3 separate regions of the Oryctolagus cuniculus genome follow, and all the other regions are linked to region 1. A link is a contact called in public Micro-C data. All regions are on one chromosome and are shown on one strand. Each heading gives the region's core, a stretch centred on a gene start, on an enhancer-like site or on the middle of the called end of the contact. The rest is flanking DNA. Distances are from core to core; before and after follow the strand shown. Region 1 holds the start of SLMAP (sarcolemma associated protein). Region 2 holds the start of PDE12 (phosphodiesterase 12). Region 3 holds the start of ARF4 (ARF GTPase 4).

Region 1 (4,700 bases), core at 1,604-4,103:
AGCTATTGTGGGAATTTGGAGAGTGAACCAGGGTATGGTAGCTCTCACTCTAAATAATAATAATAATAATAATAATAATAAATATATATAGTCTTTTATACTATGCCTATTCTGTCTACACGTTGAATGACTCCTACTTTATCATTTAATAATGAGTAACAGTATGTAACTTTCATGCATGCATCAAATATTTATTTAACCACTGTGCCAGTGCACAATGATGCACTGCTTCAAATAGACTCATTCCTTTCCTTGCTATTCCTTTTCCTGGAAATTTATTAAACCTTCCTACCTTCCTTCCTTCAGTTCAGTCACATACACCAGAAGGCTCTCTCTGAGTCCCCATTACATCAAAAATCAGCTGTCTGTATCTCTGTCACCCCTCCCCCATCTCTAACACAGAGGCAGGGATCGAGGTCACCTCATCTGTGTCCCGAGGGACCAGTATTGCATGGGCTAAGGCCCTAAATATAAATATTGAAATAACGACTCCTTCATTGAACATGGACTAACACCTTGCAGTACCTTTAAGTCTCACCACAACAAGTGCATTAACGATTATATCTGCATGTTGTAGGTGAGAAAGAGGTTTGAAAAAGTTTAGAAACTTGCCCAAGGTCATAGCGGTGGAGTCTTGTCTCAGGAATCTGAAGAATGAAGTCTCCCTTGAGCTAAAAGGCTTCTTCCCATTATCTTTTCCTCAAGTTTTCGTTTAGCTTTGGCAAAGTCTTGCCTTCTTTAGACCAATGACTCATCTACCTTAAGATTTTGAGGGGAGGGGCAATACTCCGTTTTTCGTATTGGCACTTGTTCGACCTCTCTTCTGGAAGCAAATTGATTTTCAACTTTCTCAAGTCTCATTCCTTTTTCATTCCGCGTGGGAGGACGATCATTCGAAACGGCATACGTGTGAAAAACAAAGTTTTCTTCCTTCACGAAACACAGCGACGAATTTAGTTAAGGCGAAGATAGTCCTAGTCATGTCTAACGCACAATCCGAGATTTGTGGGAGTTTGGTAGTTCACACCTAAGGCGGCGGAGGGAGGACTGTGTTGCCCATAGCTAAGATGGCGTCTAATGACCATCTCCTGTGCCTGGACCTGTTCTTTTCATTCGTGGCTACATTCAAGAAGTAGTAAAGTGAATAAAGTTTAGTAAAATTTGGTACTTTATTACTAAGAAGATAAAATGAGAGTGGGCACGATTTGTTTGTAAAAGTTTCAATGTTCAAATTCTTTCTTGCCCTTAACCAAAATGGTCGTCAAGATTCTCCTGCAATTTGAAGTTTCTAGCCCTTAACTAAGATGGCGTCCAGAAGAGCGCGTTAAAACCTGGTTTGCCCTCCTTTCTGCCCTCGACAAATGTGGCTTCCGCGGCGTCGTCCACGTGACATCCCCGGGCTACGGCGCGGGAGAGGGGGTAGGAGGGCCCTTGAAGGGTGCGCGTTCCCGTGGCGGTGCACCGGGTAGGTTTCAGTCAGAGTCACTATGGCGGCCGGCGCTGGCAAGGTAAGCTGAGACGGCGACGGCGGCGGCGGCGGCGAGGGAGGCAGGAGCCGTCGTAGCGTCCCGGCCCCAAATCGCCGCAGTCCGTCTGCGGAGAGGTCGGCCGAGGTCGTGGCCAGCGGCGGAGGCTAGCTGGGGGTTGGCTGAGCGGGGCGAGGGCTGAGGCGGGCGGGCACCAGCGCCTGACGGCCGTTTGTTTTGATGTTTCCCCACCAGGTCGGAAAGTTTCCTGCCTCGTCTGGCACAGCCTGAGCTCGCCCCGCTGGCCGCGAGTGGTGGAGGCTGCGGCGGACCCAGCCCGGGGCCTCCAGGCCTCTCCCTCAGCCTCCGGGCCAGTCTCCCACCCCACCCCCCCACCCCCACCTCCCCGTCCGCCGAGAGCTCTGCGGCTGCTGTCCCTGAGATGCGACCCTCGGGGGGACGACCCTGAGGGGAGGCGGCCGGTGTGCTGAGCAGCCGCGGCCGGGGAGCCCGGGCGTCCAGGGACCAACTTCCCGCCAGCCGGGAGCCCCGCGCCGCGCCCGGGTAGCGCCTCGCTCGGTCCGTACCGGCCTGCGGAGCGGGTCCCGCCCCTGGTCGCGGAGACGCCCGCCAGGTGCCGGGGAGTCCGGACGCGGCCGCTGCCTGCGCCCCCGCCGGCCCCCACGCCTGGCGCGGGCGACCCCTGCCGCCGCCGCCGCCGCCCCAGCTCGTGCGGGGCCGGGGACCCGGTGGGCCATCCGTGCAGCAGCAGCAGCAGCAGCAGGGGCGATGAAGACCGTCCCGCGGGCCGCCTAGACCCCTCGCCGGCCTCCGCTCCCCCGGGGCCCTTGCGGACGGGCGGCGGCTGCCCCTGGCCTCGGCTCCGGAGGACCTTGCCGGCCGCCCCGAACGGACCCTTCCTTCATGCTGCAGTGCTGCAACGTTTCCGCCAGCGAGGGGGCACCGCGGCCGCGATCGCACACAGAACCCCGGAATCGCCGTGTGACTCATCTGCTTGGAGACCTCCAGCCCCAAAACTGCCTTCCAGGAGTTTTCTTGGCCGAAGCTGCCCGATGTTTGAGCCTCTCCTTCCCAGGGAAGATGGACTGAAAGCCGCCAGCGGGGGACTGTTTGCGATCGGGGCGCTGCTGGGTTTCCAAGGAGGCCATGGGGCTTGCGCTGGGCTGCCTTCCCACCCCAGTGAGGAGCTGCTGATGTGCCCTGGTTATGCTTAGACGATGCGCAGTTTGTTGTAATTGAAAACAAAAAATTACTTGAGGGTGGGGTGGGGAATAAGGGGGGAGGTCTACGCTTGTGAAGGGCAGTCCGGATCTGGAGGAACTCCTCGTTGTCCCTGGTAGGAGAGACACCGCCAGTCTGTCCTCGATGCCGTCAGCCTTGGCCATCTTCACCTGCCGCCCGAACTCGCACCCGTTTCAGGAGCGTCATGTCTACCTGGACGAGCCCATCAAAATCGGCCGCTCGGTGGCCCGCTGCCGGCCGGCGCAGAATAATGCCACCTTTGACTGCAAAGTGCTGTCCAGGAACCATGCTCTCGTCTGGTTCGACCACAAGACCGGCAAGGTAATGTCTGACACCCTGTGCTTTGCCTTTCCTTTTGCCCTCCCCTGGAGGCATCATGGATGCATGATGGATGCATGATCCCAGAGTTTGCACCCCAGAGATCGCTTTCAGCAAAGCGGTGGAGTCAACTTTGTGTGTGCCTGGTTCTAGGGGAAACTGAATAGAGGTGGTTGAATGGAAAACACAAGGTATTGTAATCAAATGCCTCGGAGGCCAATGGCATCTTGATAGTGTGGTGGTTCCCAGGGCTTCTCAAAACTGAATAGTGAGACTTGGGACTAGCTGTGCCATCTTTTTAGGAAGGTGGGTTTGCAGTTTGGCGCTTGATTAAGCAAGCTGCAGTTCCCGTAGCAAGGCAGGGGATCCGTGGCCAGCTTTACTGAGGATTTCAGATCAGGGCTTTTCTAGATAGGAGGATTGCTTGTGTGAACCTAATGCTGTTGACAGTTTTGATAGATATTTACCCTTGAAGTGGTACTTTGCAGTAATCAAAGCCAATTAAAGCACGGACAACTGACTTCACAGTTTCAGAGTTTTGTTTCCAGGTGACAAGCAATAGTTAACATATACCTGTTGCTTTCAAAAATCACTTTTTGATGTTCCCTTCAGCACTTTTTAAATACTTAATGCATACTTACAGAGGTGACATTCAAAAATTAGTATGAGGGAATTAATTTGTTTTCTGAAATTAAGTTCAATTCTGTTAATTATATTCTTCCCCAAATGAGGTATTCATTTTAAGTGTAACAATTTTAGCATTTTTATGTGGATATGTAAATTACTATATAGATGTGTGCTTATATATTAAGAAATCAGGAGGCAAATACTAAGTCTTTCAGGTTTTAAAAACTGTGTGTGTATGGAGAGTATACTGAAAGAGCTCATCTTTCTGCTTTACCCACAGGTTTTAGTTGAACTACTGAATTAATTTAAACTTTAAGTTATGTAAGACTAATAGGAATAGCTCAGGTTTCGCCTCCTGACTTTTTGCCCTTTTCTGAGATAAATGATGAAGTCTTCCTTAAAAGAAGAATTAAAATTTTTTCAAGATTAGTGTTTTGAAGTGAAAAAAGCCTGAACCTCAAAAGCAAGAGAGGAAGCAAAGCTGCTTCTGCAGCGACTCAATTAAACAGTTATTATATAAATTATTTTCTAAGGAAAGGAGGAAAAGATTGCCCAAGTGCTGTGTGCTTGCATAATACCTATAACCTACTCTGGTGTGTAGGATGTAGACTGAAAAGTATGTTAATTTTTCTGTATAATGCCAGATGCTTATTTACGTATGGAACATACCCTTTTACCTCCCTGGAAGCTAAAGTTTGGATGCCTCAAAGACTTCACAATTTACACACACTCTTTTAAAATGAATATTCATAAAGCTCATCACTCTGGTCTTTGAATTCAGACATTGGTTAGTTACTAGTACCTTAACCAGCTTTTACATCTTTTGCTCCCTGCCCCCCAGCAACAGTTAGGTCCAACCTAATTAGGTAACAGATTTGCTCTCAGTACATAGATACATACTCTATAAATTCACTTTCATTCATTCAGCAATCAAAGGAGACTTTTTTTTTAACTTACTTGAAAAACAGTGATTACATGCAAGGTGTTCTCCATGCCTGTACTAACACCCTCACAAGAAATTATTTT
Region 2 (4,700 bases), core at 1,173-3,672, 220 kb before region 1:
TATTCCTATCCCACATTTTCCAGTCTCTGTAAATGTCCTATCATTCACTGTTTAGCTGCTCAAGCCTCCTTCCTCTGTTTTTACTTCTGCCCTTCTAGAATAGACTCTTTATCTTACAGTCAGAGTTATCTCTTAAAAACATAACCTTTAAAAACAAAAGTTTACTTCCCTGATTAAAACCTTCCCATTGCTGAATGGATAAACAAAATGTGATATAACCATACAAAGGGATTCTACTCGGCTGTAAGGAACAGAATACTGATACATGCTACTATACAGATATATCTTGAAAACACCAGGCCAAGAGAGAGAAGCCAGATACTAAGAACCACAAATTGTATGATTACAGCCTAAAGTCTGGAATAGGCAAATCCATGGAGACAGAAAGTAGATTCGTGGTTTTCAGGGATTGGGGGGAAGTAAAAAATGGAGACCATTGTTTATCCAGATGGGCTTTTATTTTAGGGTGATGAAATATTCAGGAATTAAGACAGTATGATGGTTGCACAACCTTGTTATAATTAAAAAGCACTAAATTGCACGTGTTAAAATGGTGAACTTTATGGCACATGAAGTATAACTCAATTTTTAAAAGATACCAGAAATGTAAATAAAAAGAAAGAAAGGTACAAAGGAGGAGGGTGGAAGGGAGGGAAGGAGTAAGGGAATATCATCATGCTCTTAGACTTGTATGTATAAATCACACTGACTTCGGTTAAGCCTCCACCTGCAGCACTAGCATTCCATATATGTGCTAGTTTGAGACTCGGCCGCTTAACTTCCAATCCGGCTCCCTGCTAATGGCCTGGGAAGGCAGCAGAAGATGGTCCAAATACCTTGGCCCCTGGATCTATTTGATAGACCTGGAAGAAGCTCCTGGCTCCCAGCTTCAGCCTGGCCCAGCCTGGGCCATTGTGGCCATACGGAGAGTGAACCGGCAAATGTCATGTTTCTCTCTATTTCTACTTTTCAAATAAAGAAAAAAAAATCTTAAAAATGAATAAATCGTGAAGAATGTTAAACATTAATTGAAATTAAAATAAAAAAGATTTCAAGAAAAAATTTTCTAAAGGTTTAAAAAATTATAAAATCCTTTGCTGGATTATGAAGGTTTTATGAATATTTTTAAAGAACATTATACAGAGAACAAAGAGAATTACAGCATGAGAAACTTGTGGGGCCAGCGCTGCGGTATAGCAGACTAAGCCTCTGTGTGTGTGCCGGCATCCCATACGGGCACTGGCTCATGTCCCAGCTGCTCTGCTTTCGATCCAGCTCCTTGCTTATGGCCTGGGAAAGCAGTGGAAGATGGCCAAAGGGGTTCCTGGACCTGGCTCCTGGCTTCAGATCTGCCCAGCTTCGGCCACGGCGGCCATTTGAGGAGTGACCACCAGCTGCAAGACCTTTCCCTCTGTCTGTCTGTAACACTGTCTTTCAAATAAAAAAATAAAGATTAAAAAAGAAAAAGAAACTTTTTTCCCACCATTAAGTAACTACATGTTTTTAGTTTTCCCCCTTTGAGAAAAATGCAAGTTAAAACTTTCTCATGATGGCAAAGCAACCCGAACGCCTTCCCTTTCAGCTGGAAGCAAGTCGGGAACGTCACAGCGCAGGTTAGAACGCCGCACAATCCCTGCCCTCTGCCACGCTTCTCCCTTGGGCTTCCTGCGGCTTCGCTGACACTGGCCTTCTTTCTGCTCTACAAGCCAAGCCCGCAGACATCATCAAGGTCTTTAAAACACCGGGAGATAAAACAAAAGACGCCCAGAGCTAAATCCACTAAGTGTGGATTTCAGATCAACCATGACTTCTCAGTATTAATTTTTTTAATCTGAAATTCAAATTTGGGGGGGAGGGAATCCTGTGTTCTTTGCGAAATCTGCCAACTCTACATAAAAAGGGGTCTCCCCGTTTCTTCACTCCCTGAAGATGAACAGCTTCCCACGACTTCTCCGAACTACTTGTTTCTGCCAATTCGCCAGCTGTGTGACCTCGAGCAGATCACTCAAGCCCTTGCGTCTTCACACCTCTACGCGACAGGTAAGGGTTCCTACCTCACAGGAACTGTGAGGCTTAACTAAGATACCGTGTGCGGCGTTGTTTGGCTGAGTCGGCGCTCACTACATGGCAGCTCTTGTACACTGCTCGTTATTACCCACCACAGAGGCTCAGCTCGGCGCGTAGGCGCTCGCAGGGCCTGGGAAAGGCGCGAGCCAGGACGGCGACCGGGTGGAGAGGCCGGGGGACACGCTTGCCACGCCCTCCAGCACGCCAGCCCCGGGCGGGCCCCGCCCCGGTTTCGATTCCACAGGCAGCACCGCCTCCCTCAGCGAAACGCGACACGTGACGGCTCTCCCAGCCACTTCCGGATCGCCGCGCTTTCCCGCACGTCCCCAAACAGCACTTTCAACAAGACCTTGGAGTCTGCTGTGTTCCTCTGGCACTCCTGTATTTTCCTTACGCCCTCATCATTCTGACCCAGGTTGAAGATAAAACGTAAGCTTCGTGGAATGAGAGACGGGCGTGGCTGCAGAAAGAAGGGTCAGGTAAGCGGGCCTGGCGAATCTGCGACGTAGCGAGCACTGCGCCCCTGCTCCTCAGCGGGCGGAAGTCGGCGAGTCTGAATGGATCCCGGAGCCGGCGGCTGCGGTTCCTCGGTCTCCATCTGACCCTGGGCCCGCCGCTCTGCTGCCGATCTTGTCGGCCTCTGGGCCACCAGGTTCATGTGGAGGCTCCCAGGTGCCCGCGCTGCGCTTCGTGGGGTGCGGACGGCAGTGGAGCGGCGCAGCCGGGCCGAGGCGGCGGCTGAGACAGCGGCGGGCGCCATGGAGCGCGCTGTAGTGCGCTGTGTGCCTTCGGAGCCCAAGCTGAGCCTATCGTTCGCTCTGGCCGACGGCAGCCACAAAAACATGCAGCGCGACCAGAGCGAGCCGCTGGGGCGGGCCCTCAGTCGGATCGCTACCAACGCCCTCAAGGGCCACGCCAAGGCGGCTGCGGCCAAGAAGAGCAGAAAGAACCGGCCGAACGCGAGCGGCGGCGCGGCCTGTGCAGGGCCCGGGCCGGAGCCGGCGGCACCGTGCGAGCCTGTCGTGAAGCTGTACTACCGGGAGGAGGCGGTGGCTGAAGATGTGCTCAACGTGGACGCCTGGCAGGACGGCGCGGTGCTGCAGATCGGCGACGTCAAGTACAAGGTGGAGCGCAACCCGCCCGCCTTCACCGAGCTGCAGCTGCCGCGTTACATCATGGCTGGCTTCCCCGTGTGCCCCAAGCTCAGCCTCGAGTTTGGGGATCCTGCCAGCTCCCTCTTCCGCTGGTACAAGGAGACCAAGCCTGGGGCGACGGAAGCAGAGGGCAGTGGCTCTTCGTCGTTGTCTGCCTCCTCAGCCCCATCTTTGGCTTGGACCGAGACGGGTGTGGACGAGCGCGTCTACACCCCGTCCAATGCTGACATCGGGCTACGGCTGAAGCTTCGTTGCACGCCAGGCAATGGGCAGCGCTTCGGGCCGAGCCGGGAGTTAGAAAGTGTGTGTCCGGTGGAGGCCGGGCCTGGCACCTGCACTTTTGACCATCGGCATCTCTACACCAAGAAGGTGACAGAGGACACCCTCATCCGCACTGTCTCCTACAACATCCTGGCGGACACTTACGCCCAGACTGAGTTCTCGCGGACGGTCCTGTACCCGTACTGTGCCCCCTACGCCCTGGAGCTCGACTACCGCCAGAACCTAATCCAGAAGGAACTCACGGGCTACAACGCCGACCTCATCTGTCTGCAGGAGGTAGACCGCGCGGTGTTCACAGACAGCTTGGTGCCCGCCCTCGAGGCCTTCGGGCTGGAGGGGGTGTTTCGAATCAAGCAGCACGAAGGCCTGGCCACTTTTTACCGGAGGTCTAAGTTCAGCCTCCTTAGCCAGCATGACATTGCTTTCCACGAAGCCCTGCAGTCCGACCCCTTGCACAAAGAACTGCTGGAGAAACTGGCCGAGTACCCGCTGGCGCAGGAGAAGGTGCTGCAGCGGTCTTCTGTCCTGCAGGTAAAGCAGCTCTGCCCGTCTCGCGTGCTCGCCCGATCTGGGCCGGGCTTGTAATTGACATGAAACTATCTAGACTTCAGTGACCAGTGTGCTCCTCTGGCTTCTTCGACACAAAGTTCAGTCTCCATTCATTCAGCAGATACTTAAGAACATCCAGAGCGTGCCTGTCACGCTGCAGGTTGCCTGCTGCAAGGCTGGGACTTTGATGGTGCCTAAGACCTAGTGAGAGGCCGGCGCCGCGGCTCACTAGGCTAATCCTCCGCCTTGTGGCGCCGGCACACCGGGTTCTAGTCCCGGTCGGGGCGCCGGATTCTGTCCCGGTTGCCCCTCTTCCAGGCCAGCTCTCTGCTGTGGCCAGGGAGTGCAGTGGAGGATGGCCCAGGTGCTTGGGCCCTGCACCCCATGGGAGACCAGGAAAAGCACCTGGCTCCTGGCTCCTGCCATCGGATCAGCGCGGTGCGCCGGCTGCAGTGTGCTGGCCGCGGCGGCCATTGGAGGGTGAACCAATGGCAAAGGAAGACCTATCTCTCTGTCTCTCTCTCTCACTGTCCACTCTGCCTGTCAAAAAAAAAAAAAAATTAAAAAAAAAAAAAAAAAAGACCTAGTGAGAAAGACACGTACAAAATCGGAGAAAATTAAAATTACCCGTAGGCTCAGTATACCTTC
Region 3 (4,700 bases), core at 1,525-4,024, 190 kb before region 1:
TACAAGGCAATACAGATTTGATACTGGCAAACTTACTACAGTTAAAAATCAGTCTTCAAATATGTTTTTAAATTACTTGAATTTGGGAGTCAGCAGCCATGCAGAAATGAAAACTTCTCTACAGTGGTTTCAGAAACCAGATTATTAGCTAACTCTTAATATACTTTAAAATAGCCAAGTGTGAAAAAGCCACTGACTCAGGACAGCATAAATTTTACCTAAGCCTTTTTTATAAAGGGAAAAGCAGCACACAAGTATGTGAAAAAATTATTCACTGGTAATTCCAACACTTAGATGGGGCGGACACCTTCAAAGTATTCATTGTAAGAGTGATTTCTGCTGTCAATCACTCATAAGGCCAGACCGAAAAATCTTAGAACTACCAAACTTCCATATCACTGTTTCCCTTCTTAGTGCGTGTATCTCTCACTTGTTAATACTTCCTTTAATGACTTAGTTACTTTAAGTGGCTCTTACAAAGTTTTTGTAATCAAGAAAAACTGACTATCCCCAAACTGAGGCACAAATCAAATATAAACTTGAGTAATAAAGCATGATATAAACGGAATAATCCCAGCATAACTTCCATCTGCTGCACAAATGCAGAAAATTTAAAACTTTTCCATTTTCTTCCAATCACTATTTTGGGGGAGGGGAAAGTGCTATCAGAAAACAGAGGAAAGTGTTTATAGCATAATTCTACCTTTCATCCCTCAAGTTCAGCCATGACAAAAGACTAAGGTAACTAAAAATATCAATTCATTTGCTACAAGAAGAGACCACCATACAGCATCTTTTGGGAACACAACTGTGTACTGGTTTATCTCTGGAAGGAACAGACTGGAAATTTATTTCTCACAGTCCAAAGTTCTCCCAGTGACTTCAGGTCCTTTTTCAGACTGAAAATATTCAGCCACTTAAATCTCAAATAGCATGCTTGCCTTCCTAAAATAATTTGATGTCTTCTGCATTAAGGTAATTTCAGAAACTTACCTGTGTGAAGAATCAAAAACAACCCTTCTACGAACCTTAAACCAGCCGAATTAACCGGAAAGTGAAAATAGAACTCAATGTGGATCTCCTTATTCTTCACTTACCTAGAAAAAGCGTATTTCACTTCCGAAGAAAACTTTCCCAGGTGGAAGAGCGCTAAAATACCACGACCTTCCCGGGACCCCTCTGGAGAAAATCAGCTAATGAAGCAGCAAGATTTTTTTCAGTCTAATTTTATTCCTAACGTAGAAATTCGCTAGCAGAACCAACAAGTTTCAATGTTCAAAGGTGGAGAGGTTCAGCTGTGGTGCAGACACTCCTCACAGTACCAGGAAGAACGGACTGTCATATCACCCAAGTGACAGCCGTTTGCCCTCGGCTGAGCAAAAAAGGATCCCTAAACGGCAGTTCTAAAACCCTATTTCGAAAGGAATTTCAAAACAAACCAGCTTAACTTTGTCGCTATCATTTAACATGGCTACTCTAAAATCAAGTCATGATTCAGGTACTGAATATTTATCAAATTTTTTAAAAAATGAGTTTTTGTTTTTCTGCATGAAACCTTGAGCCAGCTGGATAAAAATTAGTTGGATACTCAAAAATAATAAGCCAAATGCAATTAAAGTTCTCGAAAGTAACCAAAAGAAACCCACATGATGAACGTAGTCTGCATGTGATGAGAGTATTAATTAAGAAGAATACGCGGCATCCCGAGCGAGGTAAGGTTAGCAAGGCGAGCTCCGAGGACACCGGACTCCGGGGAACCTGGGCGCTCCCCGGCCAGCGCACTGGGCCTGGTCACTTCCTGCCCCGGTGGCTCCGGGCTCTCGGCGGCCGAAAGCTCACAAAACCAACAGAGTGTGCAGTGTGTACACGAAGCGGAAAGGGGGAGGAAAGGCTGGAGTCGCCGTGCCGCCCTGCCGACCGCTGCCCGTACCCGGGCACCCTCACAATGGGCCTACCCTGCGTTCGCTTCCAGGAGTTCGCCTCCTCTCCCCCCCAGCTCCGCCCAACCTCGTCCGGGTTTCACTAAGAGCGAGAGCCAGCGAAGCCCGGGAGGAGGAAACCTCGCCCGAAGCCCGGCCCGGGTCTTCTGGGAAGGCAGATCCGAGGCGACCGCTTACTCTTCGCCCCATTGTTCCCCCTTCAGGAGTCTTTCCGACCCCCAACTCGCCACCCCTCCCCCACCACGGCCGGCGGAGAGAAAAAAACAGGGCCCGAGGCCGTCCCGAGCGATCGTCCGGCCTGCCCCCGACCCCCGCCGGGCCAGGCCGCCTTCGCTCGCGGCCCCTCACTCACCCATCAAGATCCGCATCTGCTTCTTGCCGAAGAGGCGGGAGAAGAGAGAGGAGATAGTGAGGCCCATGGCGGTAGTGGCACTTGCTATGGGCAGAAGCAGAGGGGTTTGGGGAGCCCCTGGGCCTTCTTTCACCCTCCTGGCAAACTGGACGAGAAAGAGCCGAGGAAGAAAGAGGGCGGCTCGCCGGCCGGCGCGTCGGACGAAGCTCCGGGACAGGCACTAGCGGGGCAAGGACCTGCTCGGCGACTGCCGCGACAGCTCAGGCTCTGGCTCTAAACCTCCGGCTGTGCCACGTCACGCGGCGGCCGCGGCGACTCCGGCAGCGGCCCGGCCCCTCCAACGCGGACAGAATCGCGTCACCGCCGCCCCATCCCCCTGCGCTTCCGGTGCTGCCGGAGCCACTGCGCCTGCGCACGCCAGGGATTGGCCAATTTGGCTGACGTGCTTCTCTCGCCGCCGCCACCTCCGGGACGTGGCTCCCGGAGCCGGGCGCTGGGCACATGCGTACTAGGAGGAGATCGGTGAAGCCCCATAATGCCTCGCTCCGTCACTCCCAATCAGGCTTTAGGGGGAGACGCTTTCCCCCGGATGAATGCGTTGTCGGGGTTGTGGTCTTCGCTTCCGGGAATAAGAGCTGTGCATTATGGGTTAGAAAGTTAGTTTGTTTCTTGCTTTTGAGCTGCTCTGAGACGCTGCGCACGTTGGAGGTACCCACAAATGTATATGTTTCACAAACGCGACAAGAAACTTGTCCTAGTGGAGGGCTGAAGATGGACCCTACCTTCCCAAAAGAGGAGTGATTAAAAGCCGACCTGCGGGCGGAGAGATGGCGATCACCTATTAAGGAGTGGAAACGAGACAGTTCGGCCCCCCAGCCCAGGCCTTGAAGATCCTTAATCCTATGCCAAGAGTTCTCCAACAGACTGCCATCGGCTATTGCATTTTTAAGGGAAGTCGACGAGAAAGGCTTGGAAGAAACATGAAGCCCTTACCTGAAGATAATTTCTGATCTTAATATTTTTCTGATTACAAGATAAGATACACAGCTTTTTTAAAAAGTATATTTTAAAAAGGAGGTTCTCCGTAAATAGCAGTTTAGGATTAGTGTCTGCAGCCTCCTCCCTCACTTTGGTTGTGTTCACCCACCCTTCAGATCTGTTTAAAGGAAATCCTGCCTTGACCTCCTGTCTAGGTAGGCCTCCCCATCACCCAAACTTAAAGCCTCATAACCTCCTTTCTTAGTTCTCATTTCACATGTTGTGGTTACCATTACAATACCCTCCCTTGTCTGAAAGCACTAGGAAGGCAGGAAACGAATCCATCTTTACATTCCATTGTATTTCTCAGACTTGGCACAGCACAGACAATAATTGTGGTTGAGTGGTAAGGTAAGAGGATGCCTGGGTAAAATAAAATGCCCCTCTGTGCAATACTATTATGAATTCAAATGATGTAGAACTACACACAGTCTTCTAATAAGCTCTCCAGTGTTCAGGTAGTGGGAAAAATGCCAAATAGTACTGTAAGGTGTTATAAAAATATAATTTCCTGTGTGTGTATGCAGAATTAAAATAGAATCCACTTACAAGGGTAGTTAGTGGTTATGTGATTAATCTTTAGAGAATATGTTTTTTTTCCTTTTAAATAATTTTTTATCTATTTTTAAAAGTCTTTTATTGAGGCCGGCGCCGCGGCTCACTAGGCTAATCCTCTGCCTTGCGGCGCCGGCACACCGGGTTCTAGTCCCAGTCAGGGCGCCGGATTCTTTCCCGGTTGCCCCTCTTCCAGGCCGGCTCTCTGCTGTGGCCAGGGAGTGCAGTGGAGGATGGCCCAAGTGCTTGGGCCCTGCACCCCATGGGAGACCAGGAGAAGCACCTGGCTCCTGCCATCGGATCAGCGCGGTGCGCCGGCTGTAGCGCGCCAGCCGCGGTGGCCATTGGAGGGTGAACCAACGGCAAAGGAAGGCCTTTCTCTCTGTCTCTCTCTCTCTCTCACTGTCCACTCTGCCTGTCAAAAAAAAAAAAGTCTTTTATTGAGCTATAAATTACTGCAATAAAATTCACCAATTCTAAGTATACTTTGATTAAACCAAATGTATGTGGTGGTGGTGTAGCCACCATCATAATCACAGCAAATATTTTATTATCCCAAACATTCCTTCATTCTCCTTTGTAGTCATCCTCTTCCCCTCATGTCCATCCTCCAGCCAATCACTGATCTGCTATCACTATATAGTTTTGTCCTTTCCAAAATTTCATATGAGTGGAATCTGTGTGTGTCTGCATGTGTGTGTGTGTGGTCTTATCTAGCCTGTTAGGTATGGCTTCTTTCCTCTAGCATGATGATTTTGAAATTCATCTATGTTATTACAAGTATCCATAGTTCTTTTTTATTACCAATTACTACT

What was found. A called contact is a pair of places that touch in the nucleus more often than the background predicts.
Region 2: a contact with region 1 is called in a Micro-C map of ear pinna, with 7 times the contacts expected there. The contact joins the promoter of PDE12 here to the promoter of SLMAP in region 1. A contact is called at or near these places in 2 of 6 Hi-C or Micro-C datasets (ear pinna and an unstated tissue).
Region 3: a contact with region 1 is called in a Micro-C map of ear pinna, with 8 times the contacts expected there. The contact joins the promoter of ARF4 here to the promoter of SLMAP in region 1. A contact is called at or near these places in 2 of 6 Hi-C or Micro-C datasets (ear pinna and an unstated tissue).

Annotation. Positions count from the first base shown.
Region 1 is chr10:92,186,070-92,190,769 of mOryCun1.1, reverse strand. SLMAP (sarcolemma associated protein) reads left to right here and starts at 2,853. Exons shown (of 21, transcript NM_001082348.2): 1 at 2,853-3,050. The coding sequence starts at 2,853.
Region 2 is chr10:92,408,580-92,413,279 of mOryCun1.1, reverse strand. It overlaps PDE12 (phosphodiesterase 12), which reads left to right and starts at 2,422. Exons shown (of 3, transcript XM_002713262.5): 1 at 2,422-4,034. The coding sequence starts at 2,724.
Region 3 is chr10:92,374,464-92,379,163 of mOryCun1.1, reverse strand. ARF4 (ARF GTPase 4) reads right to left here and starts at 2,774. Exons shown (of 6, transcript XM_002713263.5): 1 at 2,293-2,774. The coding sequence starts at 2,359.